2 separate regions of the Sus scrofa genome follow, and region 2 is linked to region 1. A link is a contact called in public Hi-C data. All regions are on one chromosome and are shown on one strand. Each heading gives the region's core, a stretch centred on a gene start, on an enhancer-like site or on the middle of the called end of the contact. The rest is flanking DNA. Distances are from core to core; before and after follow the strand shown. Region 1 has its middle 160 kb from the start of AGTR1. Region 2 overlaps AGTR1 (type-1 angiotensin II receptor).

Region 1 (2,700 bases), core at 71-2,570:
GGCCTGCAGCACATTTAAGGATGGGTAGCTATTGGAGCAGGGAGTTTAGATATGAGGCTATTGCAATAATTGAGACTCTGGTGTTAATAATTATTTTCTGCCTATTCAAAACACAAATGCCAAGTGAACAGGCATTGTGTGCACATATGTTAGTGTTTTTTAATTTTTCACTATTTTTCACTTTCTCATTTGATACATCATAATCAAATTAGTAATTAAGATCCTCATTCATTATATTTTTAGTCTTAATGATTAAGTCTTACTTAGTGGCCTTACTTTCACATTTTGGATTTTTTTACAGTGATGTTCTGCATGAAATTTAAACAAGAAACCAAGTACTGTCAATAGTTATCATCATATTGTCCTACTCTCCTTGCACATAGCTTTTCATTCAGTCACAAATACCAGGAATGTTGCAAATGGTTTAGGGTAACTAGATTTAACTATAAATTTATGTTGGAATAGAAATGTTTTTATGTAATTTCTATCCCTTTCTTCTTTTCCATTTTGCATTTCCTTTTATAAGTTAATTTGTTTCTTCTTCTCCAATAAAGCTACCTCCTTTTGATATCTTTTATTCATCTCTTTCATTCATATATTCTCTTACCAAATGCCTCACACTCTTTTCTTTCCTTTTTTCTCCCTCCTCCATCTTGACTGTCCCCCATCCCCAAGTTGCCTATCGATGACTATTTCAATTTTTCTTCAGGAAAATTTCTTTCAATGAGTTTTCCACGTTGACATGTTATCATTCTTTATATTCAGATTTTACTTTCTTGTTTCCTAAAACTAACTTAAATGTCAAGTACCAAGATAATTTCTTGATAAGCCCCACATAAATATTCACAAGTAGATTTTTATGTCCTCTTCAGTGCAAATTGCTCAGTAATAACAAATATTAAATGGTGGTTATTCTGCTGAAACATTGACCTTTCAGATGATCAGTGACAAATAACTCTCAATGAACTTTGTACATCATTGTTTATTTGGACTGTGAATTCTAGTTCAATCATGAGAAATGTTTATTTTCCCACCCATGTGTGTACATAGTTATGCTAAAATACTTCATTTCTATTTTTTTTTAAACCTGATCTGCTGAATACAGGAAAAAAGGGGAAAAGAAATGTAAAGTTATTGTTACAGAGCCTCTGTAAAAAGTAATATGAAAATAAAAATTTTAAATTTAAAAAGAATGTCAGCATGACTTAACCTAATTTTATGAAGTGAGATTGAAAGTTCACAGATGACTAATTCTGGGGACAGATATTTACAAAAGCCAGCTGGGCTTGGGTTAAATGTCTACACAGAATGCAAGAGGGATGTCCAGAACATTTTGTTGACTTTGTCCTCTATTATCTCAGACAGCAGCTTCTCAAGTAGCTGTATAAAATGGGGCTGGTTTCAGATGCCTACAATCCTGATTAGCAATCACAGCAACTGAAGTAAAGCAAAACATCATCATAGAATGGTCTCCTTGATTACGAAGAGAATCTTTTAAGAACCCAATTGGGTACATGATGTTTGGTGAGGGAGATGAAGGATAAAAATAGATGGAAGAATGAATAGTCTAACTTAGAACCACTCACTCCTGATGGTCAAGAGGTATTCAGCTCATCTGCCTTTCCAAATAGATACACTTGTTCAATTGCTTTTATACCATAGTTCCTTGAGAAGATCTTGTTTCAGGTACAGCATACATTTTTCCACCTGAGGGAAGCTTACTGTCATTTTTAATTTTCTAATTTGAAACAATCATTCTAAAAGTGAGAGATTTGACAAAGATGCTTCAATTACAAGTGATTTTGTAGGTTCCAAGATATTTGAGGGAAAGTTATCTTTTTGGCAGAGGGGTTGGAAAATTTAAATCGATTAGGTTATTATTGGTTGTATTTTGTGTTCCCAGCACAGATTCAGTAAGCCAGTGGCTCAGTTATATTCTGGTGCTATTTCTGGTTCCCATCACTTTAGATAAAGCAGCAGTCAGATTTTAATAAGATTGTAGAGTAGCTTCAGGCAAGCATTTTTCTTTTCTTTTCTTTTTTTTCCTAAATTACTAAGTTTATTTGACAATTACAAAAGAGTACTCTGGTTCCCAATAGCTTTTACTTTTTTGGCTCTATTCCATTCTTAAGGTTTTTTTTTTTTTTTTTTTGGACTTTTCTATATAATGATTTTTATTTTTTTCCCCATTATAGGTGACTTACACTGTTCTGTCAATTTTCTACTGTACAGTATGGTGACTCAGTTACACATACATGTATACATTCTTTTTTCTCATATTATCATGCTCCATCTTAAGTGACTAGATATAGTTTCCAGTGCTACATAGCAGGATCTCATTTCTTATCCATTCCAAGGACAATAGTCTGCATCTATTAACCCCAAATTCCCAGTCCATCTCACTCCCTCCCCCTCCCCCTTGGCAACCATGAATTTGTTCTCCAAGTCCATGAGTTTCTTTTCTGTGGAAAGGTTCATTTGTGACATATATTAGATCCCAGATATAAGTGATATCATATGGTATTTGTCTTTCTCTTTCTGACTTACTTCATTCAGTATGAGAGTCTCTAGTTCCATCCACGTTGCTGCAAATGGCATTATTTTGTTCTTTTTTATGGCTGAGTAGTATTCCATTGTGTATATATACCACCTCTTCTTAATCCATTCATCTGTCAATGGACATGTGGGTTGTTTCCATGT
Region 2 (2,700 bases), core at 185-2,684, 180 kb before region 1:
TAGGATTCAAGGATAATTTTAGTAATGTCTTATTATACTGCTTGTCTACATAATCCAAAAGATCAATTCTACAGCAGAAGGAAACTAATTCATAGTGCAATAATTTGTACTACAGACCGCATTATTTAAAGTAGTTAAATTTTTTAATTTCCCATTGCATTAATGCATATGGCTGGTGGCATATGAATTAACAATTTTCTCACTGAAACGTGATAGAAAAATATGTTTTACCCATTCCTAAACATTACTTTCAGAGCTCCTGACTCTTCTACTGTTATTCAAAATGATGCTAGCTTACACTTGTATCCAGTATCAGTATAAACCTATAATTGAATATTAGCACAGTGTTCACTTGTTTACATATATGTAAAAAATACTGATAGTATAGCAGTTAGTTAAAAACAGAGAAAGCTCTCAGGCTCTGGAGAATTTGATGGGTTATATCTGGGAGAGAAATGGTCAGAACCAGGGTGCTGGAGTCAGTCCCAAATTCCAGTTCTTGTCCTGGTATTGGTTAGCAATATGGGCCCCTTAGACTCACTGTCTGAAAAAGTGAAGCCAATAAGAAAACCCAGCTCTTCGGGTTTTTTTTTTTTTTGTGTGAATTAAGTAAGAAAATGAAGATGAACTAACTGACCCAGTCCCTGATCCAGTAAGTGTCCAATTTGATAGCTGTTAACTATTATCTTCTCTGATCTTGATGTAATACAATGGCAATAATCCTAGTTACTTTTAAGTGTTGTTGTGAGAAGTAGATGAGATCAAGTATACAAAACAGTGCCTGGCTCTGGTTGCTCCCCAAACTGGTCTCCCAAAGTTTTTACCCACAAAACAGACTGCAAGTTGGGAGAGTTTCAAAGTGGATTTGAGATTTTTATTTTTCTTTATTTTTTGAGTGAGAGGATTGTGCCATTTTGATTACATTATAAGTTTCACTTTTTTTTTATGCTCAGGATGATGACTTAAATTTGTAACTCTACTAAATTAAGAAGATATAACATTGTCCTGAAAAAAGAGCCAACTAGAGACAACTATTTTCAGGGCTGTTAAAAAAATTGAAGAATCTGTTCAGCCTCAAGGAATTGAAAGAAAAAACTTGATGCTTAAAATGCTATTTTAAACCCTTTAATTACCTTACCTCTAGCTCTTGAGAAAAGTGTGTTTTCCCTGAAAATGCTGTAGAGTATCTCCTCTCAGGAGAAAAATCTGTGGGAGAAGAGTTCGAAGGAAGCTGTGACTGATCAGCTTCTTATTAGGGACCTAATACTGATTAAATTATAGGCATTATTTTAACTCAACTTGTCTTCCCAATACTTTTGGGGTTTAGAATTAAAATTGCTATATTTTTCAATTAGCACTGAACAACTAAAAGGTTTTACTTAGGAGAAGGACTAGACTTTGGCCTTTACGCAGTAATTTCCAAGGACACACTGGAGTTACAAAAGAGATACATGCTTCCTGAAATCACAGGCCCTTGCCTGGACAGAAGTCCATGTCAATTCAAACCAACTTTCATGTTTTTGTGTGAGAAAAGGAAAACTCTCATTTAAAGTTATGTGTTGTATATTCTCAGAATGTTCTAGATCCTTTGCAAGGCTGATTTTATGAGATGTCAATGATATGAGGGGTCCTGGGAAATAAATTCCTATACAGTTGTAAATAAATAACTATTTGTACTGTTAACTAGCCCTAGGACCTGGAAATACACAAGAAGTTCTTTCTGGTTTATATTTCAATTTAGAGAGCCAGTCACACATTAACAGTTAAGGAAGGACTGAATCCCTTGTCTTTCTGTCAACTCAGTACAACCTCATTTCCAGAAACCTCCATCTATTGCCACTACTTCAGAAGTTAAATCAATATTTCCTTGTAAGTACATACTCTATAACTCTCTAAATGTGCAGGAGAAGTGTATGAACATGTTTAGTTTAGCATTGTTAACCAGCCATTGTATATTGTTTTTCTAGAATAAAAGAAATTTATTTTTCTCCTCATTCTGTTCATGAACAGTTATTTCTTACTTTGGGGAAGTCTCTAATGGAGGCCTGTAAGGCAGCTGGCCCATTTGGGGGAAGTTTGACATCACAGATGCTTGTCTTTTTCTTGGTCCTTCTGCTGGAAATAGTAACTAAGTCCTTTGCCTAAGCTGGTAGGAGAGGAGCTGCAGAAAATCAAATTAGCAGTAGAGAAACTATTAGTCTTCATTTTCTTGTTTCCAACCTGCAAATACAGATTGTTAAATATGCCTGTTCCCTAATCCTCATTAGGAAATCTTGAAGAATAGCAGGCCATGAAAAAGGCATGGGGATTATGAAAAACCACCACCACTAAAAAATAATACAAAGTCAGAATTGTTCCTTCTCATTCAGACTACCTTACATGTTTAGAGGTGGCTGTGACTTAGAAATTTTTCATTAGATAATTTTACTCCTAGTTATGTATAGATGGGTGTCATATATACAATCCCAAAGATAGCTTTTTATTTAGAATTTTCTTTTTGTTGGACTTAAAGACAAAATAATTTAAATGGAATAACCAGTATATGAAATCATTTGGTATTCAATGGTATGCTGAGGAATTATGTTCACTGGTGTATTTGTGCAAGAAGGCAAAGCTTGCACTAAAAATAATCTAATGGCAATGTCATGCACCACTAACTCTCTGTTATGAGGAGTTTTAGTTTCAGGCCCAGAGACATGA

Evidence for each region. Hi-C and Micro-C count contacts between places; a contact is called where the count stands out from the background.
Region 2: a Hi-C map of liver shows a contact between it and region 1, with 3 times the contacts expected there. The contact joins two enhancer-like sites. A contact is called at or near these places in 2 of 47 Hi-C or Micro-C datasets (liver and skeletal muscle).

Annotation. Positions count from the first base shown.
Region 1 is chr13:88,774,016-88,776,715 of Sscrofa11.1, reverse strand. No RefSeq gene overlaps it. Among named protein-coding and RNA genes, the nearest start is that of AGTR1, 160 kb to the left of the region's middle. Within about 2 kb of position 1,320, at least 1 of the 83 cell types and tissues checked has an H3K27ac peak or open chromatin away from gene starts, as enhancers often do. A contact at or near this core is called in liver, where this site is marked.
Region 2 is chr13:88,951,470-88,954,169 of Sscrofa11.1, reverse strand. All of the region lies in intron 2 of AGTR1 (type-1 angiotensin II receptor), which reads right to left. Among named protein-coding and RNA genes, the nearest start is that of AGTR1, 18 kb to the right of the region's middle. Within about 2 kb of position 1,434, at least 5 of the 83 cell types and tissues checked have an H3K27ac peak or open chromatin away from gene starts, as enhancers often do. A contact at or near this core is called in liver, where this site is marked.